Regions from separate parts of the Mus musculus genome. Here region 2 is linked to region 1. A link is a contact called in public Hi-C data. All regions are on one chromosome and are shown on one strand. Each heading gives the region's core, a stretch centred on a gene start, on an enhancer-like site or on the middle of the called end of the contact. The rest is flanking DNA. Distances are from core to core; before and after follow the strand shown.

The links. A called contact is a pair of places that touch in the nucleus more often than the background predicts.
Region 2: a Hi-C map of embryonic stem cells shows a contact between it and region 1, with 1.9 times the contacts expected there. The contact joins the enhancer-like site here to the promoter of S100g in region 1. A contact is called at or near these places in 3 of 39 promoter capture datasets (the 3T3-L1 cell line, the C10 cell line and liver), 1 of 484 Hi-C or Micro-C datasets (embryonic stem cells) and 1 of 115 datasets of contacts at active chromatin or transcription factors (embryonic stem cells).

The regions. Positions count from the first base shown.
Region 1 is chrX:162,961,472-162,968,430 of GRCm38.p6, forward strand. It overlaps S100g (S100 calcium binding protein G), which reads right to left and starts at 3,128. Exons shown (of 3, transcript NM_009789.2): 1 at 3,042-3,128; 2 at 2,591-2,734; 3 at 521-769. The coding sequence starts at 2,725. The coding sequence ends at 665. The region is part of intron 13 of Ctps2 (cytidine 5'-triphosphate synthase 2); the gene reads left to right.
Region 2 is chrX:163,250,359-163,257,597 of GRCm38.p6, forward strand. Gm15212 (a long non-coding RNA gene) reads left to right here. Exons shown (of 3, transcript XR_387100.3): 2 at 4,867-4,897. Among named protein-coding and RNA genes, the nearest start is that of Gm15212, 8.0 kb to the left of the region's middle. Within about 2 kb of position 2,868, at least 5 of the 459 cell types and tissues checked have an H3K27ac peak or open chromatin away from gene starts, as enhancers often do. A contact at or near this core is called in embryonic stem cells, where this site is marked.

The sequences.
Region 1 (6,959 bases), core at 1,878-4,377:
ATTCCTTGCAATATATAATTATTTTTTTTACTTTTAAAATAAAACAATATTCTTTGATGGCTTTATGCTATATGATGACTTTTAGTCCTTCTCACCCCCATCAGCCTGTCTCATTCCCTTTTCCTTCTGATGAAATTTATCCTCTTTCCAATATGCCCCCTTCTACCCTCGTGCCGTATTTTGGTGTGTATGACCTACTGAACTTAATTAGGACGTGGTGACTTGTCTTTTTAATCTCAGAAAGATGGCTCAGGAAGGGAAAGGTACATTGCACCAAGTCTGACAGCCAGCGTTTGACCTCTCACCCACTCCCACATGGTAGGAGAGAGAGAACCTTCTCTCCGTGTTGTCTTCTGACTTCCACACATGTACTATGAGCTGCTGGTGCATGTACTTGCTCAGATGTACATGTGTGCAATAAGCACACACCACATAAATAAATAAATGTTAAAAAAAATTCAGAAAAAAAATCAAGTAAGCGCATCAGGCTAAGTAAGGTTCCTCTGAAATGTCAGTAATCAAGACTCAGTACTTGATAAGAGAGACGTGTCTCCGAACTTGCTTTATTAACAGTATGTATCATAATCGCACAGCTAGAGCTTCAGGATTGGAGAGCGTGCGTTCAATCAGTAGGTGCTGTTGGAACTCCTTCTTCCTGACTTGTTCATTGTGAGAGCTTTTTGAAGAAAGCTTCGAATTCTTCGTAACTAACTTCTCCATCGCCATTCTTATCCAGCTCCTTAAAGAGATTGTCCAGAGTACTTGAAGCCTGCTTTTAGACAAAAAAGAATGGGGGAGGGGAAGGAAGACAATTTAGATACGATACTGCAGCACGTCTCTCAAGTTAGAGGCACTGGGTTTTTCTTCTGAGAAGGCAGCCTCAGCTTCAGTCATGTGCCACTGACAATCTGATGGTCGGTGGGGTGAAACCAGCTTCAGCTGGAACGGTGCTTTTGGGGGGGTCTGTCTGTCTTTTTAATTTTATTCATCTTTGAGACAGAGTCTTATTCAGTAGCCCTGGCTAGCCTGAAACCCACTATGATCAGATTAGTATTGAACTCAGCAGTGATCCGCCTGCCGCTGTCTCCGGAGGTCAGAGATTAGATATGTGCACTACAATACCTTACAAAGTATTTACAAATATTTTCTCATGTGTTTATGTGTGTGCCTGTGTGTGGGCATGTACATGTGAGTGCAGTTGCTCTCAGAGGCCATTAACTGGCATCGAGTCCTCTGGAGCTCCAGGTGGTTGTGAGTTACCTGACATGAGTGCTAGGATCGGAATCCGGGTCTTTTGGAAAGCACATCATATGGCTAACGCTGAGCTGTCTCTTCATCCCCTGGTTCTTTGCAAAACTTGCACAGTACATAGCACATTTATTATTATTTAATAGTTACAATCTGCATCTTGATGTATTTTATGAGATCTAAATGTCTTTATCTTTAAAAATGTTCTTCAAACTAGACCTGGTAGCTCAAACCTGTAATCCCAACTGCTTAGAAGGCTGAAGCAGGGGGATTGCATTGAATTTGAGGTTAGCTTGGACTGCACAGTGAGTTTTAGGCTATACTGGGCTACATAGACCCTGTTCCAAAAGCGATAAAATTCTAACAGTTTATCATGTAACCAGTTTTTAAAAGATTTATTTATTTATTTTTAAAAATGTAAAGAAAAATTTATGCGTATGTGTGTTTTGGATGCATGTATGAATATGTGCCACGTGTGTCTGGTACCCATAGAAGCCAGAAGAGGGCGTTGGATCTCTCCCTGAGATCAGAGTTACGGATGGCGTCAGCAGCCCTGTGCCTGCTGTGAACCAAACCTTTCCAACCCTCATCTCGCCATTTTTATGTGGACACTTCACCAGTGTCAAGTCTGTATACTTTACCATGCAGCAAATGTCCACATACATATCTGAGGTCTTGTGTTTAAGTCCCAGCAACATATAATAACAAAATAACACATAATGTTATTTTGAATTGTAAGAAAATTAGGAAATACTTCCCTGTACATATGTAGCAGATGTACAGCTTGCTGGAGTGGGGGCTATCCCAAAAGCCGTTACCTGTATGTGGGCTATGTTCTTCTAGCTGGGCTGCCCATATGGCCTCAGTGGGAGAGATTACACCTAGCCCTGCAGAGACTTGATATGCTAGGGTGAGGGAATACCCAGGGAGGGCCCTCACCTGCTCAGAGGAGAAGGGGAGAGGGGATGGGGGGAAAGGATTGTGGGAGGGGTGACCAGGAGGGGGGGGCAGTGATCGGAATGTAAAGTGAGTAAGTAAAAATTAAATTAAATAAAAAAGAAAGTTAGGAAACACTAGGCTATGTTATATTTTCAGCTGTGTGTGTGTGTGTGTGTGTGTGTGTGTGTGTGTGTGTGTGCACACAAAACACAAAAGTTCTGTGGACTGTGGCTGTAGCTCTGTGATAGAATACCTGTTTAGTCTTTGCTAGACCCTGGATTCTCTGCGGCCTTGTCCCCCCAGGGGTTTCCTGAGGTGGCCCTCAGCCCTCATCTATGGCTTCTCTCTCACCACCAGAGAAAGGCTGCTGCCCCCGGCTGTGCCTGTCAGGGTGTGCACTCACCTTCAGGAGGCTGGGGAACTCTGACTGAATCAGCAGCTTTAGCTCCTCCTTGGAGAGCTGGTCCGGATCGCCTTCCTTGGCTGCATATTTTTGAAAAATGCTCTTCATTTCTGCAGGAGACTTCTCAGCACACATTTTGCTGGCCTGTAATTTGAGAAGAAAATAAGATGTACCAAAAAAAAAAAAAAAAAAAGCTCAGGTGGCGCTTTTATACCAAGTGTTGCCAACAGGGTTTTCCTGCGATCCCCCCTCCCTTGGGAAAGACGAGGGGGAGAATAAGAAAAAAAGGGAGAGGCGAGGAGACAGGTGGGAATATCATGAGTGGCTTCCAGTATATTTTAAAGCAGTCGGGTTAGGGGTCAGGGAGCATAGGAGGAGGCTTGCTTAGCCTGTTGGAAGCCCTGGGTTCTACCCCCAGAAGCCCACAAGAGCATGCTAAGACCACACTGACCTGCTCACCAGTCAGTGCAACCGCTGCAGGAGTCAGACAGGAACAGCAGGTGATAGCGGCTGAAGAGCCAGGAGGGGCTCTTTTATAGTCTTTACAGACACACCACCCTGATTGTGAAATTCCCCTTTGTTTACTATTTAAGGGTAATGATTAATGGTTTCTGAAACCAAGCTTAAGACTCTCAATTAAGGTCAAGCTTCAATAGAGAGCTACTTCAACAATTGCTTAATGGTTCAGAGTCCCAAGGGTAAAATCTGGATTTTCTTCTCCTTTAGAATATTTTCCCTCCAGTATAGAATTTTGACCTTGCGCACAGCCCACATTTCGAAATGCAGTGGAATTGCAGATTTAGGCTTGGAAAACAAAATTTCCTACTCAGAAAAAAAAAAATCTGTCACAGACGGACAATACTATATGGCTTCTAAAAGAACAAAATGGGGGGGGGTTGCGGGGTGCTGGAGAGATGGCTCAGCATTTGAGAGGTACTTGTCCAGGGGACTCAGCACCTACATGGTGGCTCACACCTGCCTGTAACCCCAGTTCCAGGGTTTCTGACACCCTCACACAGACATACATGCAGGTAAAACGCCAAGGTCCATAGAATAAACATAAATTATATATAGAAAAATTAGAGCATGGCCCTGGAAGTTATACGGACACTTTGTGCGTGCTAGGCTCTTTAGCATTTACTACACTGAGTAGATGAGGGGGATTGGTTGCTTCAGAAGCAGGTTTAAGAAATGGGAAGATAGATAAAAATTCCTGATTTTATTTGGCAAAGCGATTTCTCTCTTTTTGGATTATTAGTCTCAGCTCTCCTTTTATTTCTCATTATACTTACATCCCTTCCTCGTCCTCTCACCTCCTCCTTTCTCCTTCCCTCCTTCCCTTCCTCTTATTCCTGGCTGACCTCGGACTTGCTATGACCAAGCTAGCCTTGAAGTCATGGAGATCTGCCTCCTTCTGCCTCCTGTGTTGGAGTGAGCAGTTTGTGTCACCATGCCCAGCTGTATTTCTCCAGTGTGTAATAAAATATATTTTGTTAAATCATTCTAAAACTCACAAAAACACTGGAGTTGTACTTAAACACTTAGAACTATTTCAGAACTTTTGGAATAGCCAGGATTTGAAATTAGAGATGAAATTGTTTTTGTTTTTTTCTGGATAGAGTTCTGTCCATGAACTAAGTAGGACATTACTCTAATGCTGATTAGAACTCGCAGGTAGGGACTCCAGATTGACTTCAGAAGTCTGTTAATGGCTTTTAAACACTTGGATACTTAGAATTTTCTCTAACCTACAGTATATTACCTACAAACTCAGGGTTGGAATATTGGGCTGTTCTTTGCCCAGATGTTTTTCATGTCTAAAATTTTAGGACCTTATTTACATTGGAGAGCAAATATGAAATGCTGTGGTGTTGCTTACATGATTCTGGTCAGTCCTGAGCATTTATTATTCCATAGGTTTTGGCTGTTTTATTGTAATTTATCTGACTCGAGTACAGACTTTCTGTATTAACCAACCCGTTAGAGTTAGTGGCACTTTAGGTCAGTCTGTCAGTAGGCAGGTAGGTCTGTCTTTTGTGTGTGTGTGGTATATACATGTACATACATGTGTATACAGATCTATAGGATATCAGGTGTCCTGCACTATCAGTCTTATACCTTATTCCCTTGAGATAGGGTCTCGAATGGAACCTGAGCTTGATTGGTGGCCAGAAAGCCCAGTAAAACCACCTATCTGGTCCCCTCTCTCATAGTGCTGGCCTCACAGGCACCCGTACAGCCAGGCCTGGCATGCGTGTTGGGATCCAAATTCAGATCTTTGTGCATATGCACTGAATTATATCTCCAAACTCTATATTTATTTGTTTATTTTTACAGACCAGGTCTCTCATATGGCCCAGTCTGGCTAAGAATGACTTTGAATTCCTGATCCCTCTGCCTCCACCTCAGCAGTGCTGGGATCACAGGTGTGTGCTACCATGTCTAACAGGCATGGGTTTTAGTTGATGATTTTATACAATAGGACTCTGATTTGGGCAATGTTTTAAAAAGGGTTTTAAAAATTGTCCAGTATTTTGGTTGGTTTGTTTCTTTGTTTTACATGTAAGTTCTAGTCTCCTGGGAGGAAGTGAGTTTTGGTGACTAATCATAGTTTTTCCTCCAACATCTTTTTTGGGTTGCTGTTGGTTTGGTTTTTGAGATGGAATCTCTTTGTTTAGTCCAAGTCACAGTGTTTTCCAGGCTACCTTTGGACTCCTTCCTGGTCCTCGTATCTTCGTCGTCTGGACTGATGGCCTTACTTTAACATCTTTAAGGTTTTTTGTTTTGTTTTACATCTAAAGTGAAGTGGCAAGAATAACACACAAGGGCACCGTTTGATTAGAGCCTTTACATGGGAAAATTTCCACCTTGGTTTTTCCTCCTCATAAATCATTTGAGAATAAGTTGTGGAATTTCACTGGTTTCCCTGCAAATATCTCCTTGGATTCCTACGGACAAGAACTTTTTTCTATATAACCTCCATCTGTTACCATAGCCTATATTTCAATCTCCTCAGTTGTGGAAATATCACATTAAACTATTGTCTTTTCTTAAATGATCATTTTGGAGCTAAAACCGAGGAGAGTTGGTATCATATTTTTTTGTGTGCCTATATTGAAAAGTGATTTAAAACTGTATCTAATCCAAATATGAAATTATATGATATGTCTTATATAACATTCTCAAGTCATATCATGTACCATATATGATGTGTAGAAATATAAAAATGCATAATACACACATTCAAAGGATCAGTGTTAAAATAGTACAGGCCAGCCGTCATTTAGGCCCCACATTGTTCATTTCAAGGGAAGACCTCTGCTTAAAGTGGCCCAGTGCTGCCTGTCAGAACTCAGGCTTGTAGCAAGTGCCAACGGAACTTGAAAAACACACTGTGATTCTCCTCATTCTTTTGCATGCTTGTCTCCTCTAGTGGTTATCTCTCGAGGCTTATTGTTCTCTTTATCTTTGCACTCAAAAGCACGAGGGTAACCCGGCAGTTAGAAACACGAAATCCACTAATAGTCCCATGAAACATTAACTAACAGGCTATGGAAACATGCCATAAAGGCAGGGTGTGTTCCAAAGAGTGTGTTTTGAAATGACAGAATGGGAAAGAATGACAGGTACAAGATTGGTAATGGAAAAACTGAGACGCTCGGTCTTTGGACAGACTTCAGGTTTTTTCTCCCTCGGGAAGACCAAGTGCTCTGGGCATCTGTGCCTTCTGTGGCCACGTTTTCTGCTCAAGAATCAATAACATGGAATGCATGAAGAAAAAAAAATCCTTTTTGTGTGGTATGTAGTTCAGTTGGCAGAGTGCTTGCTTAACATGCATGAAGCCCTGAGTCTTATCCCCAGCACCCCATAAACTTGACATGGTGGTGCACGCCTGCAATCGTGGCACTTGGGAGGTGGAGGAAGGGGAATCAGAAGTTTAAGGTCTTCCTCTGCTACATATAAGAAGTTTGAGGCCAACCTGGACCACATGAGACCTTGTCTTTAAAATGTTTTGTTTTCTTTTTAATTTCTAGTTGTATGAGTATTATTCATAACCAAGTCCGCACAAAACAAAGTGGGTGCAAAATGCTATGTTATCTTTGACTTTGAGATGTAAAAGACCCTGAACTCATCCTTTCTAAGGAAGTTATGTAAAAGGATAATTTTAGTTGTCCCTAAAATTGACAGCATACTTGTCTCCCTTACTTGGCTTTTACTTGGTGCCTGTCCTCCCTGGCCATCAGAGTTCCTTTTCTTTTCTACTTCCAGCTTTCCTTTCTACTTTGACTTTCTTTTGCACTTTGCCTGGGGTGTGCATCTACTGCCTGCGCTAGTCTTCGGTTCTGAGTTCCCAGAGGCCTCTGCGTGG
Region 2 (7,239 bases), core at 1,618-4,117, 290 kb after region 1:
GGGAATGGAGACCAGATGATCCCCGAGGCTTGCTGGATAGCCAGTCTAGCCAAATCGGTGAACTCTCTGGGTTCAGTGACAGCCCCTGTCTTGAAAGAAAAAGTGGAGGATGATTAAGATATCTGACATTGATCTCCGACTTCTACATACATGTACAACCACACAGGTAGCACACATATAGCAAACTTTCCTGTGAAACAGTAATGCTGTGATATCTCAGCACTATCTCATGTGTATTATATCACTTGATTGCATGAAAAGACCATGAGAGTGATGGAGACATGCTGTCGAGGCTCATGGAAGTACACTTGGGATGGCATGGATTAATGGTGCATTTCTCAGAACAGAGCCTCCTTGCTAAGTCTCACTCACGCATGCACACACACACACATAAACTGACACACACACTCACACACTCACACACACACACACACACACACACACACACACACACACACACACACACAATCATAATATTCCCAAAGAAGTTAGAGTAAAGTTTCCTCATAATAACAAGGGAATAGAAAATGCTGTAGCCCTGAATACAGTCCTAATAAATACTATGCACCAGGCAATAGTGAAGCATGTCACAGGTTTAGTCCCAGGAAGTTCTAAAGGGAGTTGCCACCAGACTCAGGAAATCAGAAAATAAACACCTCCAAATTACCAAGAAGTTTCTGAAATTTAGCAGATGCACACAGTTCTCCCACTTTAAGGTCGTATAAATAACAAGGACGCCTGAAGAGATGCAGAGCAACATAGCTGCCAGGAAGTGACTTTCCAACTTGTGGAGCTTTAAATTCCTAAGGAGGAAGCTAGGGCGTGGTGCCTCACAACTTTATTCCCAGCACCAGGGAGGCAGAGGCAAGTGGATCTCTGTGAGTTCAAGGCCAGCTTGATCTACAGAGTGAGTTCCAGGACAGCCAGGGCTGTTTCACAGAGAAACCCTATTTCAAAACAAAACAAAAATAGCAAAAATAACAACAACAACAAAACAAAACTCAACAAAACAAATGTCCTGAGGAGGGCTCCAGGGCTCCAGAGGGCTCCAGGGCGCCAGGGCTCCAGCTTCCTGGAGTCATCACCAGTGCTCTGGTGAGCCTGCACTGCTGCTATTGCCTGGGAGTTATTAACCCTGATCTTTCCAGTAGCTCCTTACCCAAATCTCCTACAGCTAACTCCAAAACCCTCATAGCTTCACCACACTGGACTTTGTTGGTATTATTGGTATTGATATTTTTGTCTGTCTTCCTTTTCCTATCTGGAGTGAGTAGGTGTGTGTGTGTGTGTGTGTGTGTGTGTGTGTGTGTGTGTGTGCGCGCACACGCGTGCACTGGCATGTGTGTTGGATCTCCCCAGGAGCAGTGTCACACTGGAACAGTGCCATATTTGAATAGTTTCACACAGGAACAGTGTGCTACAGTCATTCTGAAAACTCAAAACAGGAACATCAAGTTTATTATATTTGTAAATATATACTCTCACCAAGACCTGGGTTCCTGATTGGTTCAGAAAGTTACTTTTCTATTCTTGTAGTAACTGTCATGGGGTACAGGAAGGAGAGCTTTAGAGGCATGGACATGAACTGGAACTTAAGGAATGTGTCAGAGATGAGCTGTCATTGAAATTAATATTGAAAGCTATATTGAAAAACAAGTTATAAATGCCTTTTTTTTGGCCAAAGCTTGGGAATTCCTTTATTATTGCTATGGTTAGTTATGTCTTTACCTGCAAGAGGTTCTTTACAGCAAAACTTAAGAAATTTCAAATTGAAGTGACAGAGAGGAGTGATCTCCTTTCAAGAAAGAGAAATGACTAAATATTAAAGTTAACAATATTATGAAACTAAGAAGATATGTTTAGGCTTATCACAGAAATGCTACATGTTTTCTATAAAAAAATTTACTGTTTAGAACAAAATCTTATTTGATAGTCCATCTTGCCTAGGTGAATACAGGGATTCTTTTCTGCCTTAATACCATGACAGTTTAATATCATTGCTTTGAAAAAATATACCTCAAACTCAAGCAGGATAATTTCCATGTGTATATATAAAAACAGACTTTTAAACATAATTTTATTTATTACTTTTCTGTGTCAAAATTTATCAAATCTCTCTCTCTCTCTGAGAGCCAGGCAAATTGCTTCAGTGTCTCTGCCAGATTTTATACTTTTCTTATAGTCCAAAAAGCAATCTGATTTAAAAAAGCATTTATCTCTTAGAAATATCTGTAGATGGGAGAATATACTCAAAGCACTTTATTTACTGGTATGAAAATGGTTGTATGTAACCCAGTATGATAAAAGTTCTTTATAATAAAAAAGAAATATATGTTAACAGAAACGTTGTTACATTTTTCAGCTTGAAAAAAATCTTTGTAAGAAGGTCTCACATAGTTCAGGCTAGCCTTGAACTCACTACATAAGCAAGGATAACCTTGAAGTGTTAAACTGTTGATTCCTGTGCCTCCACCGCCTCATTTCATTCTTTTATAAAAGTAAAGGCAGTGCTATGTGGTGTTTAGAAAGCAGCTACAGAGAACTCTGTGTTTATGAGCTTTTTCCATTCTAAAGACATGCAAAACTAGCAGCTCAGAGACTTAGCTACCTAAGGAAGAACCATTTTGATTTTGCAAGTCCTCATTTTACAGCAGATTCTAGGTTCTGTTTAGGTAAATCATCATGTGAAATGCAATTGTTTGCATATGAGTTTGATCTACTACTGTGTTGGGATGCCAACAGCTTTTTGGTGAAAGGACTTTGGTTTTGAGCAACGTCTCCTTTTCTTGTCATGTAGTACAACTGCTCAACTGAGCTTACTTAGAGGGTAGTATTGTGGATTTGGGAAAGAGGAGGTGGAGGAGGACAATGCAGGCTTTGTTCTGCACTTAAGCAAACCTTCTCCTTTTGTTCTTTCTCTTTCCCAGAGGGTAGCTCAGCGATAAGGAGACACCCTTTCTTTTCAGGAAAGGTGGACTCTGGAATGATGGGATGAATGGGCTGCATAGCAACAGAGAAATTCATTTAGGAGGCCATTTTGGACTTGAGTAGTCTTCCACTAGAGACTTGATTTAAAACACCTAGAAATTGGAATAAGCAAGCAGGAGAAAGTTCCTTAGCCAGGGTTTTTGCTAAATTTAAAATGGCAACATGTGATCAAATAAATATCCCTTGACAATGTCTGAAACATCTTTGGATGGGCCAGATACTCCAAGGGTGTTTTTTTTAAATTTCTTTTTTTTTGGGGGGGGGGTGGGGAAAGATCCTTTCATCAATACCCTGGATTTCTTGTTTTTCCTTCATATTCTCCTTTATGTAGCTTGAGTCTCCACTGAGCAACACACTTGGGAAAAGGAGGCTACAGTTTGTCAACACTTTAAAACATCTTTAAATGCGGGCACATGGCATCCAGGCAAGGAAGCAGAATGTGTTACTTCCTCAGTGTTAGACTAGTCCCCATTTACTACTCTATTTGACGCCAGGAACGTGGTATGCTTTGAAAGAGCAAGGGCTTACTTACCATTGAGGTTCACTGTGTTTATTAAATGGGTATTTTATATCTTTGTTATTCCTGGCAGTGTAATCTGTTTTTCAAGTATCTATCCTGTATGGTTACTTTTAGAGGAAAATTAGTATTTTCTGTATATTTATTTCATATGCAGCTACTTTACTGAACTTAAAAACCAGTTTAAAGTTTTTTTTCATGGATTTTATATCGTTTGATATGCATGAAATGTTCCCAGCTTGTAATGATACTTTTATGTTGATTTCTAATTTATACCTTATTGCAATGGTTAGAACTAAAATATGTTAAATATTTTAAAAGATTTATTTTTATTTCTAATGTATCTGTGTGTGAGTTTGTGCCTGTGCATGCAGATGCCCTCTGGGGCCAGAAGAGGGCATACATCCCTGGTTGTTGGAGCTTGGCTGGGGAATTGAGAACTCAACTTGGGTCCTCTGGAAAAGCAGTTTGTGCTCTTAATGACCAAGCCATATTTCCAGGCCTACAATGTTTAATATACATGATTATTATGAGAACACTTATTTGTATCTTTTCCCCCACTTTTGGGGATCAAGACCAGTGTCTTGGGGACACTAGGCAAATGCTCCATCAATGGGCTGCATCCCCGGACCTGTATCTTATCTTAACAGGGCTTAGAGCTACTGTTAAATGTATCTTCACTATTGTTTGATATGAACTTTTTACCATGGTAAAAATCATAACTTGACTCCCATGATAAAAGTTGACTCTCCCATGATAAAAGTTGACTCCCATTAAAAGTTGACTCTCCCATGATAAAAGTTGACTCTCTTAAAAAATTCAGTGTACTGTATAGTATATAGTTAACTATTTTCCTGTGGTAGTACAGCAGACCACAAGAACATTTTCACCCTTATGATGGAAACTCTATACAACCTTTCTAACAAACCCCAAATGGGTGGTATGTGTGTGTATGTATGTGTGTTTGTAAGTCAGGGGACAACTTTTAGGAGTTAGATCTCTTCTTCCACAGTAGGTTCCAGAGATAGTCTTGGATGTCCATTGACACACCTGGGAGAACCTCAACAGAATAATTGCCTTCACCAGATTTGTTTGTCATCATGTCAGTGGGTACCTTTCTTGAGTAATAATTGATGTAGGAGGGTCCAACTCACCATGGGCAGTACCATTTTGCGGCAGGTAGGCCTGTACTGGATAAGGAAGTTAGCTAAGCAAGCCAGAGGATCAAGCCAGTAAGCCATGTTCCCCCACAGCTGCTCCTTCAGTTCCTACCTCGAGTTCTTGTCCTCAATTCCTTTCCATAAAGACCATTAATCTGTAAGCAGATATAAACCTTTTCATCTTTTTTTTTCCTCCCTCAGCAACAGCAAACTAGGATATTAGGCTTGTGAGGTAAGTGTCTTTGTATCAGAGATAATTTTGTCCTATGTTTAATGAGTGTAAAATGATATCTCATTGTGACTTTGCTTTGTTTGTTTGTTTCCTAATAGATAGTGACATTGAAGGTCTTTTCATATGCTTTTGGCCATTTGTGTATTTTCTTTAGAGAAATGTATACATAGATCCTTGACCAACCTTAAATTTTTTATTATTGAGTAGTAGGAGCACTTTATATATTGAAGGTTAATATAATTGGTACCAGATATGACCCTCATATGCCTTCTATCATTTGCAAATATCTCCCCCAATACCATAGGTTGCCATTTCAGTGTCTCAAAGTTTTATGATTCATCTAGTCCCTTTGTCTTTGTTTTTGATGTCTACACATTTGCTGTCCTACCCAAGAAATGATTATTCATTCTAATGTCATGAAGCTTTTAATGCTTATTTAACTTCTGGAAGTTTGATAGTTTATCTACATTAACTTTAAAATACTTAATATAAAAAAGTCAGTTTTCTTTAAGTGTGTGGCCTCTTGTAGGTCAAATATTGTACAATTTCTATACAATATTTGATGGCATTGCATTAAACTTGTAATTGTACTAGGTAGTATGGGCATTTAGACAATTTTTGTGTCTATGTGGGTAGATGTGTATATTTCTATGATGATACATATGCATGTATGTGCACATGTGTGTGGGGAGCAGAGATCAACTTTCCATGTCATTTGTGTTATGGTATCCACCATGTTTTTTGAGGCAAGGTCCACCACTGGCCTGGAGCTTGTCTAGAAGATTAGACTGAGGAGGCTAGCAAGACCCAGGGCTCTTCTTGTCTCCAAATCTCTGATGTACAGGTTATAAGGTCATCATACCAAACATTATTTTTAACATTGGTTCTGGGTATCAAACTCGTATCCTTAGTCTTGCAAGGTAAATGTTATTGACTAAGCAACACTGTTATAACAGATAGACATGGGATATTTTCCTACTGACCTATAGCTTCTTGGATTTTTTCTATCAGTGTTTTTTTTTTCAATTCTAGTATACAGTCTTTTGCTTCCTTAAGTTTGCCCATAGGCATTCTTTTTGATCCTATTACAAATGTGTCTTCCTCCAATTTCTTCCCCCTTTGATCTGTTCATTGCTAGCATATAGAAGTACAGCTAGCTTTTGAGCATTGAGTTTGGGTCTTGCAACTTGGAGCCAACACATTACCTTTGCTGTGACAGAAAAACCACCTCTACTAGGCTGGGAAGCCACAGCTTCTACTGCTGACACTGGAATTCTGCCATCTCAGCTAGAATTTGCACTCATAAAATGGATTTTTTTCCTTTTATACCTGGCCTCTCTTTCTACATAACATGATCCCAAATCTAAGTATTAGATGAGTGTGTCTGTTACATAGAATGTGGATCTCATCTATAACCCTAGCATTGAAGGAGTCTGGAAAACAGTTTTTTGCTGTCTCTGTAATATAGGAAGGTGCAGAGTGGAGTTGGAACAGAGATGAACAAGCCAGTTTCTGAAATGTACTCCATCATGTGCTAGCAATAATACTGGAAATATAGGAAGGGGAAAAAAAAACTTAGGTCTTTCTTGGAATAGAAAACTGCATTAGTAACAACTTCCAGGTAATTGAGATTCCCTGGATTGTTATTCTATTTCTTATGTCAGCTTTCCTGAGCCCAGGTTTTGAAAATCAGAAGACGTAGCACATACACAGAGCACAGTTTCCTTCATTTCTCCCCTGTTCTAACTGTGGTGCTCAGAGTTATTGGCTGACCACATTTTTGGCTCATCATCTCCCTCCACCCATCTTTTATTTATTCTTTGATAATTCCATACATGTGTGCAATATATCTTAATCATGTCTTCCAAATCCCTTCAGACATCCCCAACCATATTCCCATATCCCTCTCCACTTTTACGTGTGTTCTCTAGCCCTGTCTCTCTCTGTAACTCTGTCTCTGTTTCTTTCTGTCTCTCTGTCTCTGTTTTTCTCTCTCTGTCTCTCTCTCTCTCTCTCTCTCTCTCTCTCTCTCACACACACACACACACACACACACACACACACACACACACCACACCACAGTAACCCCCTAAACAAAACAAGACACCAACAAAAACACTTCTTGGTGAACTCATATTTCTTTGAAGCTGAGCAACCTTTGAAAATTATCATCAGTTTCCCAGAGTTCTAGCAGGTTTGGCTGTTATGAAGGGGCAGGGTGAGTGGCCACAGCTTCTATTCCACTGACCTTAGTACTTTTACCTTTGCTTTCCATGGTGAACCTTAGGAGAAATCTGATAAACTAACTTGATGAAGCTGACATTTTACAAGGCAACTCAATA